Regions from separate parts of the Mus musculus genome. Here region 2 is linked to region 1. Evidence: chromatin contacts called from public HiChIP or PLAC-seq data. All regions are on one chromosome and are shown on one strand. Each heading gives the region's core, a stretch centred on a gene start, on an enhancer-like site or on the middle of the called end of the contact. The rest is flanking DNA. Distances are from core to core; before and after follow the strand shown.

Evidence for each region. HiChIP or PLAC-seq counts read pairs in DNA pulled down with a chosen protein or histone mark.
Region 2: a contact with region 1 is called in an H3K27ac HiChIP or PLAC-seq map of bone marrow-derived dendritic cells, with 9 times the contacts expected there. The contact joins two enhancer-like sites. A contact is called at or near these places in 3 of 484 Hi-C or Micro-C datasets (bone marrow-derived macrophages, female germline stem cells and muscle stem cells), 4 of 115 datasets of contacts at active chromatin or transcription factors (T-cell acute lymphoblastic leukemia, bone marrow-derived dendritic cells, embryonic basal ganglia and 1 more) and 1 of 9 other capture datasets (embryonic stem cells).

Annotation. Positions count from the first base shown.
Region 1 is chr16:92,673,372-92,679,904 of GRCm38.p6, reverse strand. The region is part of intron 4 of Runx1 (runt related transcription factor 1); the gene reads left to right. Among named protein-coding and RNA genes, the nearest start is that of Gm30224, 80 kb to the right of the region's middle. Within about 2 kb of position 4,019, at least 56 of the 459 cell types and tissues checked have an H3K27ac peak or open chromatin away from gene starts, as enhancers often do. A contact at or near this core is called in bone marrow-derived dendritic cells and bone marrow-derived macrophages, where this site is marked.
Region 2 is chr16:93,284,953-93,291,485 of GRCm38.p6, reverse strand. No RefSeq gene overlaps it. Among named protein-coding and RNA genes, the nearest start is that of Gm30588, 26 kb to the right of the region's middle. Within about 2 kb of position 3,760, at least 20 of the 459 cell types and tissues checked have an H3K27ac peak or open chromatin away from gene starts, as enhancers often do. A contact at or near this core is called in bone marrow-derived dendritic cells and bone marrow-derived macrophages, where this site is marked.

The DNA of each region.
Region 1 (6,533 bases), core at 2,770-5,269:
TGTGCACTGAGGTTTGCTGCCACCTCTTGCTGCACCGTTGACTTCTATTCTGGCCAAATTCCTGGACTCCGGGTCACACTAAAGCCACCTGATTCCTCTGATTCATCGCAATTCCACAGAAACACGTATCTCTTCAGAATGATTCGGCGGGTCTTTGGAAGGCGGTGTGAGGGAGGCTGAGAAGTGCTCAGGACGCCCTGAGATGTGTGAGCCTTGGTTTTTCCTCCTGTGTAGTGGGCATGGTGGTGCCTTTCACTCAGGCCTCACAGGGTTGTTGTTAATAATAATAGCAATAATAATAATAATAATAATAATAATAGCAAGATGGTGTACTTATGAGGAGACTTAGGAGACGAGGCATGGCGGCTCTTTCTACTGAAGGGTGGGATTGTTGGAAGAGAAGGGAGGAGATGACAGGAAGTTAGGGAAGGAGGTGCCCCTCCTACTGCCTCTCATCCACGACAGGGGACTTTTATCCCTTTGTTCTGCTAAGGACCTGATAAAACGGAGGCGTCACAATTACTCATAAATCAATGCATGCATAACAGTAATAAACAACTAATCATTTTCAGGGCCCAGTCTGGGCCCTGTGTGTTGTGCATATGCAACCTACCTCCCTTCCCTGTGTCTGTTTGCTTACCCCGTCTCCTAAAGGCATTTAGGGAGAGCATTTCATTCATTCATTCATTCATTCATTCACTCATTCATTCTTCTCTTTTGCTTTTTTGGAAACAGAGTGAACACTGTTCAGCCCAGGCTGGCCTGGAATTCACAGTGATCCTCCTGCCTCAGCTTGCCATGTCCCCGTTCATCTATTTCTTGATTCATCATCGCACATCTGCTGTGCACCTATTGTGTCGGCTAGCACTAGAGGACCGTGAGTCCGCTGAAGAGGCGTTCTCAAGGTCAAGGGTTCATGAGGGGCGACAGTGAAGCAGGCCTTCACTGTTCTGTGTAGACGTCTCTGTGACAAAGGACAGGTGCAACGGGGGCAAATACAAGTTGTGTGTAACCTAGCGAAGGGCAGATGGTTTCCCCGGGCAACTCGTCGTCTCTCTTGAAACCTATGGGAGGCAACAGAGTGTGCATTTGGCGGGGGTGTGGGGGCGCGCCTTGTCTGTCGAGGAACCAAGAGATACGAGGGTGGCCTGCTCTGGAGGCCTTGGCATACAGGGGGCTGAGGATGCTTTAAGGGCCTTGACATCCATCCTGGGCACTAGGTCTGATGCCAGTGACCTGGCGAGCAGCCAACAGATCCTTGGCAGAGACGTACATCGACACACAGGTGTGGTGCACAAACTTAGACTGCAGTGTGCAGAGTAGGGAACTTGTTTGGGGGTCTGGGGTGCTCAGAGACCAGTCTTACTAGTGTCTCCTCTCAGGCAGCCTCAGATCTGTGCATGGAGAGCTCGCAAATAGCCCCATTTAGCATTAGCGCCCACCTCAGGCTGGTGTCCAGCTTTCCTCTCTTCCATTAGCATCCAGTCCACCTGCCCTGCCTCCTTTCAGAGCAGCAAAGGTTCAAGAAGATGCTGAGCAGGAACTGCAGACCCCAACACTCCCCTCCCTCCTGAATGCCCACACCCATACCCAGACTCCCTGCTGCTCCTGCCCAGGTTGCTGTGGGCATGATGCTCTAGGCCACAGGTACAGGCGGGGGATTAGTCAGGCAGCCTTGGGAAGCCACCTTAGGCTTTTTCCCTGCATGGCCCCTACACAAGGCAGATAGACCAGCACAGCCTGGGGAATCTGGGCATCTATCAACGAAAGAAGTCGCTGAATGGAAGGACAGAAGAGCACGCGGCCTTAATCTAAAGAGACTCTTGTGCAAGTCTGGGCTAAAAACAGGCTAGTCATCTGAGATAATGTGGGGCTAGGATTCCAAGTGAGTAAGACAGGAGAGAACATGCAGCGTGAAGAAAGAAAGCAGAGTCCCTGGGACTCTCTTGGTGCTTTGGTGGGGTGGGCAAGCGATATAAGTGTCTGATCCAATTTTAGGATGTTTCCCAAGATGGCAGAATCTATAGACATCTCCTTACCTTATTAAAATGGGCACAGGTATAGCATTTGTGTGCAATCCCCTCTCTCTCCTCTTCTGTATCTAGTTTGTGTCATCTCAGAATGACTTTACCCTACCTGTCGCACAGCAGATGCGTATCTCTGTCCTGTATGTTTGAGCGGTGGTGGGCCGGACCCTCAGAGACAGAGACAGGACCCACTGCGTTCATTTTTTCCCTAAGGTTGTTTTCAACCCAGCACATCAAGTACAGCCATGCTTCCCAGGCAGGGGCAGCCATCGCTGAAAGTCGGCAGAACTCGTTGATTCACTTTTTCAAGCTTGTATGTGTGTGTGCACATGTGTGTGCAGGTGTGTATGTGGAAGCAGCAGCTGCTGTCCACACTCTTTCATCACTTGGGATTTTTTTTTTTTTTGAGGAAAGGTCTCTGACTGAACCTGGAGTTCACCATTTCAGTTGGCAGCCCCCCTCCCCCAAATCCATTTGTATCAACCCCCAGGAATAGGGTATAGGTGCCTACTGCCCACTGGCATTTGACACAAGTGCTGGGCGTCCAAACACAGGTCTTCATGCTAGTGCAGCAAGCACCTTATCTACTGAGCATCTCCCAGCCCATCAGCCCTCCTTTTTTTGTTTTGTTTTTGTTGTTGTTGTTGGGTTTTTTTTTTTGGTTTTTTGTTTTTTTATTTTGTTTGGGTTTGGTTTTTGGAGCTTTCTCTGTGTAACATTGGCTGCCCTGGAACTCACTCTGTAGACCAGGCTGACCTCAAACTCACAGAGATCTGCTTGCCTCTGCCTCCCTAGTGCTGGGATTAAAGTGGGGTATAAGCGCCCTGCTCTATTTAATTTAAATAACATTAGAACAAAAGACACAAATAGGGTCCAAGCCCAGCCCCTGAGCTCTACTGAGTCACTTCCAGAGAACTCCAGAGAATGTCACACATGGCTTTCCCATTCTCCAAGTGGATGGCTCACTCTCAAACTGCTGGTCACTCCGCACAACCAGGCAAAGGTTGTTTCTATGGAGAACTGAGTTCTGTGCTTCAAGTTTTCAGTTAGGCTCTTGAGGCTTGGACGTTGGCCAAGAGCAGAGACTCTGGTCTGCATTCTGCCTACATGGACACAGACAGGACAGGGTCAGGCCAGCTGGACACAGGGGCTCTTCGCACGAATATCAGTCAGCCTACAGAAGCTGTGCAAGTCCAATGGGTTGTGTCCTGCCTATAAGTCCCTAAGTAAATTATGCAACTCTACCGTCAACAGATCATGGTGGAAATAGCAAGAGGAAGGGAAATGGAACGGACACACGTGTAAGTGCCGGCTGTTAGGAAGCACCGGTGGGAAAATAAGGGGGGAAATGCTAAGTGCATGCTGGGAATATCCTGCAAACACAGAAGTTATCCCTGGAATCTGGGGGAGAGCATTCATTTCCTTGGAAAAAAAAAAAGTCCCCAACCGTGTGTGTGTGTGTGTGTGTGTGTGTGTGTGTGTGTGGTTAGGCTTGCACATGTGTACACATGTGTGGATCTCAGAGGACAATTTGTGGGAACCAGTCTCCCCTTTTTCAGTATAGGTGCCAGGGACTGAACTCAGGTGGCTGGGCTTGGCCGCAGGCCTCCACTCACTGAGCCCTGTCGCTGGCCTGGGTGCGTGCATTTCCATGCTCAGAGTTACTTGTACCCAGAATTGGACATGGCATAATCTACGGTCCCCTGTAACCTTGGAGAATCTTCGGGGATTTCCTGAGTTTGTGAAGAGCAGACCTCCCTCCCAGCCCTTCCTGGCTGTTTTGATTTTTCAAAGGCAACATTTTAAAAAGAAAGTTTCCTTCCACTTGCTTTGGGGTGCCTAAAGTAGCAACTGTGCAGAAGGTTCCCTCAGAGAGACACAAAGAGAGGGATGTTACCGGTACTGCTTAAGGAAAATGGCTACCCCACATCCCCCGGGCAGAAGATCCTTTGCATGTGTAATCTTCCTTTTCGTGACAAAGGGCAAGTTTCACATCCCCAGAAACAGTCCCCAAAAGGAGAAGATGACTCATGTGTCCCAACCTACACCAAGGAGAATGAGAGTTACGGAGCCACTGAGAACGGGGGGTGGGGGGTGGGGATAGAGCAGCCCACCCACAGGCCAAGAAGGGCAGCGGGCTCCCAGCAAGAGACTGGAGGCCAACGGGCTTGGAGGGCGGGGCAGGGGTCAAGCTGGAATGTAGTGATGTTTAGAGCCTGGGCAAGCAGTGATCTTCAGCCACCTATCTTCTTGCTTACTTTTTGCTTCCTGCCCTCAGCCCTCCTAGGGGAAGCCATATACAGTGTTATAGTATCTTGATCCTGCAGTTTAGTCATTTGCTACATGCAAAGGGAAGCAGTGTGTCTCAGGCTAGACAGAGAGGCAGGGTCCTGCTGATTCTGTATTAGACCCCAGGGCTGTCAGTGTCCACCACTGAGTCCTCCCCTGAGGCCCTGGGACTGCCTGGCCTTGCAAAGCATGCCCCACAGCCCCAGCAAGTGTCCAGGAAGGCTCACCCCGTGACCTTCTTTCCAACTAAATAAAGCAGTTCGTATTTTGTTCTGCCCTTTGGATGGGCAGACTGGCGTCGAGGAGGACGCCACATGTTGCTGTCTTGGCTTGTTTATATAGTGGATCAGCCCCTCGCTGTCATGCCTTAAAGGGTGGCCAGCTGGTGATGCAGCCATGAACCGCCAAGTTCAAGTAGAAATCAGTCTGAGCAGCAATTCTGACACCTGTTGAGCGTTCCTCCTCTTCCCCAATTCCTCCCCCATCAGGTGTCCTTGGGCAGCTCACAAAAGCTGTTACCACTTTGTATTTTGCAGAAGAGAAAGCTAGGGCTGTGAGACAGTAACAAAGTTGCCCTTGAGTATGACTGTACAGGCAACGAGTGGGATTCGAACACGGGTATACTGGGTTGCTGAGCTCTCACACTTAGCCCTCTCCCTATGTACTTCCAGCTCTGGAATGTTCTGAGCAAGCTTTGTCTCTGGATGCTTGGCTGAGTCCAGACTTCCCCCTTCTTCCCCTGGTCTTTCTTTTTTGATGCTCCTTCCTCTTGCCTTCAGCCCTCTTGTCACTCCTGTCAAATATCAGTCCTCTGGGATCACAGCCATCCACTGAAGCTGATGCGGCGGGTTCCTTCAGTACCAGGAGCAGAATAAAGATTTCGAGGCTTCCCCCTCTCTGTCGGCCCTCTCACTGGCTGGATGATTCAGAGCATCAGTGGCTTACCGCTTGCCCCTCTACCACCAAAAGCCTCTGCCTCCAGCCAATGCCCCTGATCAGCACCAAAGTGATCTATGTCCTGGCCAGCCAGGGTTTCTGGGAAAGCGGGGTCTCCCATCAGGCAACAGACTAAAACATGAAGTCTTGGACAGCCCAGTCTCTCTGCCCTGCCTTAGACCCTGAAGATCCCAGGAAAGCGAGTGTTATTTTGCTGACCGGTACTCCTCTAGGTCGGTCCCTTGTGAGTCTCTCCTCTCCTGGCGGCTGCAAGTTACGGCGGAGAAAAACACTTGAGAGTGTTTCACTCTCCACGCCCATGTACTTAAAATACCAAGCCCATAGGTCATTTTAATAAGGGAATTTGGCTAACAACACATGTGCGCTGGAGGCCCTAGCTCCCACGTCTGCAGGTGCTGGCCAAGCAGGGCTGTGTCTGAGCAACCACGGGCCTGGGTGGGTGGAGAGCAGAGCTTGCAGCTTCTGTAATTCTGAGCACCGAGATGTGCCTCTGGCTACCTGGAAGCCGTTGTCAGGGACGGGCCTAAACCCAGCTGGAAAAATACAAACAAGAATGGAGGTCAGGTTAGAACCAGGGTGACAAAAAAGTCACCATGGTCTATAGATCATAAGCAGATGTCCTTGTACTCAAAGCTCTTACCAGGACTGGGGAGGTGGCTCAGTTGGCAGAATCCTGGCAGCACAAGCAGGAGGTCCCGAGTTCTATCCCTAGAGCCCAGGTTTTAAATTTTTAAATTTGTAATGCATGTTTGAAATCCCAGTTCTGGGGAAGTGGAGACAGACACATCCCTGGGGCTCACTGCTCAGTGGCCTAGCTGAATCCATGAGTTCCAGACCAGTGAGAGATCCTGTCTCAAATCACAAGATGGGCAGAGCTTGAGGAATGATGTCTAAGGCTGACCTGTGGCCTCCACATAAAACTGCACATGTGTGTTTGTGCACACACATACACACACATGCACACACGTCAGCTGCAACCCGAGCCCATCGTGGGGATTGCCACCAGTTTATCTCCTCCCAGGTGAACCCCATTACAGACATGCAGTCTCCCTAATCTCCCTCCCTGGTGGGAATCACTAAGTGGAATTCCTCGTATTGACACATTAAAGGATGACCATAAAGTCATAGGAACCATGGTGCTGAGCAGTGGCCATACCAGTTGGGGGTCACAGCTGTATTTCTTTCCTAAGTCAGCTAGTCTCTGGCTAAGCCGACACTCTCACAGTCTTACACCTTCTGGAAGCGCCAGTCAGCTCCAGG
Region 2 (6,533 bases), core at 2,511-5,010, 610 kb before region 1:
TCCCATCCCACCCCACCCTACCCCATCCCATCCCACCCCACCCCATCCCATCCCACCCCACCCTACCCCATCCCATCCCATCCCATCCCATCCCCCCCACCCCATCCCACCCCACCCCACCCCATCCCATCCCATCCCACCCCATCCCACCCCACCCTATCCCATCCCATCCCATCCCATCCCATCCCACCCCATCCCACCCACCCCATCCCATCCCCTCTTCATCCTTCTCTACTGGGTTCTCAAGGCTTGCCCTGAGTCAGTTATGGGTATGCAGCATTTACATTGCCATTATCAGTGACAACATGCAGGGACCTTAGTGGCACTTGGGAGTTAGAATGCCTTCATCTTGGAGATGAGGAGACACAGGTCCACAGAGGTAAAGAGAAGCATCCAAGGCCTCGACGTGTTTATTTCATTGATTTCTAGAATCAAAAGTTATGAATCCCTTACTCCGAGGCTGCAAGACTCATTCAGTGTAGTACATCACAGAGTGGGAGGGAGGAGGGGGAGGGCTGCACAGAGTGAATGAGAAGTGTATGTGTAGCCACAGCTTGCTATTCAGGAATCTTTTCTCTGTGTTAAAAACGTCATCAAATTAGAAGTATAAGCATGCATCTTTGTCCTATTCGAGAAGCCTGACTTGCTGTCACTAGAAGTCATATTTGTCAGAAAATGGGCATCAACTTTTAGGACAAGATTTATTTCTGGTATTTCTCTCTTTCTCTCTTGCACATGTATGTGTGTTGTGTGTGCATATGCACATATGTATGGGCACATGCATAACAGTGTGTAGGTATATGCGTGTACATGCAAGTACACATGTGAAAGCCAGAGGTTGAGGCTGGTGTTTTCCACTATTAACTTTATCTTTTGAGAAACATTTGTCCCTGAACCCAGAGCTCACCGGGCTGTGGCCTGACACTGCACCCCTCCCTCCCTCCCCCTCCCTCAGCTGTGACAGGGTTGCAGACACCTGTGCCTGGCTCCCTACGTACATGCTGGGGTTCCAAGTGTTTATACGGCAGGTACTTTATGCCTTCTGCACCATCTCTCTCATTTCTACCCTGCTCTTACAGTCAGGTCTCTCATTGGCTGGGAGCCTGCCGATTTGATAAGGCTGGCTGACCAGTGAGCTCCAGGGATCTGCCTGCTCTGCTTCCACAGTGCTGGTGCCCAGAGCGTGGGCCATCGTGCCACATGGGTTCAGGGGATTGAACTCATGTCCTTCTGTGTGCCAAGCACTTCAGATATTGAGCTGTCTCCCAGCTGTGCTATCATGATCTTAAAATAGTGTTGCATTAGTACAGTTTTATAGCACTCACTAATGTGACAATGTATATTTTATCTCTAAATTGACTGATAAGTACTGATTTAGACAGCCTGTGATGCAGTGTCCTACATACCTACATCTTCCTACCTGTGTCTGAAAATAAATGCTTGTGTCTTGAGTCCATCTAATGGCACGCTATGTTGACTTTGAGTTGTGACTCTGGGTACATTGGAGATGTTCACTCTATACGCTCATGGGAAAGTTTGAGGGAAACCAGGAAGATACTGTAGGTAAATACCTCTTTAGTCCTCCCACAACTGAATAAAAGATTTTTACTGAATACCAAGCTCCCAAACAAACTTGAATACAGTCTTTCTTTCTTTCTTTCTTTCTTTCTTTCTTTCTTTCTTTCTTTCTTTCTTTCTTTCTTTCTTTCTTTCTTTCTTTCTTTCTTTCCTTCTCTCTCTCTCTCTCTGTCTCTCTCTCTCTCTGTCTCTCTCTCTCTCTCTCTCTGTCTCTCTCTCTCCCTCTCTCCCTCTCTCCCTCTCTCCCTCCCCCCCCCTCTCTTTCTTTGGTGGTGTTGTAGATGGATACCTAGTGTTCACACACATGCCAGGCAAATGCTCTACCACTGAGCTATATCCCCACACCCCAGCCCTTAGAGCCACTCTTTGCAGAAGCATGTAACTATAAGTTAAAGTATGCCCCTTAAAAATACCAATAAAATGTAATGAAACTATTATATTTTAAGTAGCAGCAAAGCACTGTTTTTTTCTAGGAATAAAAATGGAAAGCTATAAGCAGCACTTAGGAAGGAGAGTGTGGGACTCTGATTAAAGAACACGAAAAACCAGAAGCTTGAGCAGGGGAATAGCTCATGATGTCAAGGAGATTCTGGCGTGTTGTAATCCATCATATGAAGATGCCAGGGTGCTGGGCAGTGGTGGCGCATGCCTTTAATCCCAGCACTTGGGAGGCAGAGGCAGGTGGAGTTCCAGGACAGACAGGACTACACAGAGAAACCCTGAGATGTCAGAGCAAAATCTGAGCCCAGTTCCAGAGTCCCTATTATCTATCTGAAGCTTGAAAACAACACTAATTCATTTGGGGAAAAAAAACTATAAGAGAGTAGTCAAGACTGCTCTAAAGTCACAATGAGATGTGAGGAGACAGTGACAGGGAGCACGGGCGAACCACATTTTAAATGGTTTTAACATTATCTGCAGTGTTGGATAATTATCCATCTGAACCTGGATAATGAATGTACACATTTGTTATATAGGGTACTCCAGAAATCACTCAAGACTTAAAGGGAATGCAAATATATAGAACCTTATATACACAAATGTGGCATTCCATCCATAAATTAAAAAATAATTCAATAAATCATGCCCATATGATTTACTTCTATTTGGATAAAAAAAAAAAAAAAAAAAAACTACAGTCATTGCCGAAACAGGAGAAAAAACTTCAAACAGATGACCAAGTTAATTAAATGATCCTTCTAGAGCCTGGAAAATATTTACACACACACACACACACACATACACACACACACACACACACACACACACACACACACACCACACACACACGTATAATCAGAGGTAAAGTAAAAGGAAAGACCAGTGAATTTAGCGTAAGTGATACTTAAATGTTGAAACTTTCCCCATGATCCAAGTCCTTCGAGTAAAACTCCAAGATAAATGATGCCCACCCCAGAAACAGTACCTTCAAACACACAAAATAAATGATAACTCTCTTTGACAAATGTATATGACACACATATAAAAACATACAAAACAATATAAAGTAAAAAGCAATCTATAGAAAAAATATGTGGCAAATAGATAATTAGCACACACGATTAATAGTTCTTAGTACAGAAGAGGCCAGAGTAAAGCAAGATGCCATTGCTTCTAGTCAGTCAGTAAGAATGAACTGTGTCACAACAGTAAAGCAAGGAAGCTAGGGCCACACTTCCTCCTTTTATAGCTTCAGAGGAAGTAGACAGAGTCCCAAAAGAAGTCCATCAATCCTTTCTAACGGCAGCTCCCTAGCATCCCGTCACCTTTCACCTTGGAGCCCCACCCCCAATTCCCTCTCAACATCTCCACTGTGAGGTCCAAGGTCTCAGCCTGTGAACCTTTGAGGACACCCTCCTTCCACACCAAGGCCATTGAGAAGCATCTTTCTTAGGTGGGTGTAAACATCTTAGTCTGTGTGGAGAATCTGGCTACAGATTTATATACACATCCAGTTAGCAGCTTTCTGTCCTAACTGGCCAAGCACACATGACCAAGGGTCCAATGTATTATAGTCTAAGAAGTTGCCTGCCCAGGGACATTGAAGACCAAGGTATATGGCAAAAGGGAGAAAGTAGATAAAATTAACTCCCCCCTTCTATTTTTGTGTCATAATGAGTTTGGTTAGGGCTGCTTACAGTAGTATGACAGACTTACAAGTGGCTACATCACCAAAGAAAGTTTCTCTTCCTCTCCCAGCAACACTTAACTGACTAACTCTTCAGGAAGGGAGGGGCCTTGTGAGCGCCTCCCCCATCAGTGGCAGGATTTCTATGGACCCAATTTTATACAGATCTCGGGTAGATTACCAAGCCCACACTACTGTAGTATCTATGCCACTTGACATGTGTACCAGCCATTATGATATCCTGGCACATACTAACTCATTGACTATTGGCACTAAGTCCTCCAAACAGCGACCATGAGTGGTCCCACTGTGTATCAGAGGGCAGGGGATACATTAGACCTACTTCTTCCTCAGAATACCAGACAGGATGCAGGCACAGGGCAGTCTCCGAGGGTGGGAGTTGGAGGAGTAAGTAATCCTATGGATGGATTGCCTCTCAGCCATTCTGAGAAGGGGTGGGCAGGGTCCCCAGAAAACTGGGGCTTTCATCCTCTCCTGCTTCCTTTAGTCATTAGAACCCTGTCTCCTAATCAGCATCAGCATCATCGTTGGTATCTTTACCACAGTCATTCTGCACTGCCCCAGTGACATGGGTCTAACCCGGCTGGGGTAAGACAGCCCATTTAAAAACAGTCTCTGAATGTGCTAGCACTCCATTTTTTGTGTGTGTTGGCTTTTTGCGGTTTGGGAAAAGAACCGATTATCAGTGTTATTGTCTGTTTGGAAAATGCCCTTTGAGAACAGGGACAGTTAATGGCTGCTTCCCACTGAGTCCAAGAGATGGTGCCAAGTACCCTGTGGGCACACAGAAAATATTAATTGGTGTTGATTTCCTGACTTATTATTTGAATATGTTAAATTGCTCTTGAGAGGCTTCCAAAGAGTTAATATGCTACCCTGATACATGGCTCACACAGGGAATGCTTGATTCTGGAGTGTTCTGTGGCTCTTTGTGATGTGTGTTCGCTTTGTAACCTTGACAGATATACACAGGAAGGTGTGGGGTAACTTTTAATTACAAAAAAAAATACAGAAAATACTTTATGTTCTTCAACTTCCATACCAACTCGAAAGCAGCAGGCTTATGCTGGTTCCACAGGGCTTTGAGAAATTAACGGGATCTCTTTTATCAGTACCACCACCAAAAAGGCTTAAATGGCCCAAATGCATCCAATTTAATCACTCTCCCCCCTGCTTCACTTCTAGAGTACTTCAGCATACAGACAGAGGATTATTTTATATTGAGGGCTTAAGTTACTGGGAAATAGTTTTCTTTCTAAACCCAAACACAGGAACTCACAGTTATTCATTTTAAAATAGGGAGCAGTTTGGACATTTCTTTGCCACAAGCTCCTGAGAGACTCCAGAATACACAAGGCAGATTAATACAGTGGTACAAATGAGACTCCCTTGTCATCACTGTTGTAGCAAAAGGTTCTCCTTCCAGCTCTGTGGACTTCTGGGAGCTAGGAGGGAGGGCTCTCCTGGGCCTATATGCCTGGGAAGTTGTCAGGCAGTTAACAGTGAGATCAAGTCGAATTTGAGCCAAGAGTGGACTGTTATTAAGAGTAAGGCACAATCTAAGTTCACATTCATCTCCAGAGTTGTATAAAGTTTGAAATGGGAAAGTTTTCAGGTTTTGGAGGTAAAATATGACTCATGCCACCCATTGAGCCATATCCTGTATTAGGCTTTGTTTGTTTGTTTGTTTGTTTGTTTTTGTGCTGTGATCAAACCCCTGATAGATGCAACTCAAGAGGTTGTGGGTCACAGTATGAAAGGATATAGTCCATTGTGGCAAGGAGGCTTCATGGCAGGAAGATGTGTCTTCAATCAGTGCATGGAAATAAGACAGGAAATGGGCGGGACTATAAGAAGTCAAGTCCCACCACCTGTTCCCACTTCCTTCAGTGAGCACATGTAGAAAAAAGAGAGGAAGTGGGAGGAGCTACAAGAACTCAAGGCCCGCCTCCTGTGCCCACTTCCCTCAGTGGGCCTCCCCATCAAGTTTCCACAGCCTTCCCAAACAGTGCCACTCTAGGGAACAAAGCGTCTCAGTGCAGGAAATCTATGGGAAACATTTCTCATTCCGGCTACAGTAGAGCCCAGCAGGGTTCTCAACACAATCACAATTATTTCTATTTTGTCAATCATGTGTCAAAATGGTGAGGTATGGATCATAAATAGCAACGCGTTCCTTTGGAACAGATTTTTGTCCCCAAATGGATTAGCACACACAGGTCAATTTCCAGCAATGTGTTGATCTCGGCATTGTCATAAAGGGCCATTGCTCTGAACAGTTAAGGTCTAAAATGTTCCCACCACCAACAGAACGGCAAGGCTGAGCTGAATCACAAAGCCCCAGCATATTTTAGAAAATGCCACGTAATTCTGTCCTGTGAACGAGTTTGTGTTTTGTGGTCATGATTGGCTCAAGCCTTTGGAAGCTCTATTCAGAAGAGCCAGACTCCATTGTTGTCTTGGAATGTATCTTTAGCCATATTAATTTTTAATTTCTGCTTTAGTAATGTTAAGCTAGTAAAAATTTGGAAAACAATGCTTTAACAGAGGAGAATCTGTTCACTCTTTGCACCTTTTTTCTACAAATACATGTATTCTACTTAGTGTGGAGAAGGGTCTTGTTTTTAATTAAAAAGTCTGTGTTTTTGTATATGTTTTGCATTTGTCATTACTTTCTGCTGGTTAAAACAATTTCTTCTGAAACCAGATTTAACACAGCACTCTTCCACTCTCTGGGGAAGGGGGGGGGGGAGGACCAAAGTGCCAAGAAAACAATGGAAACGTGTGAGCTTAGACATAGAAATAA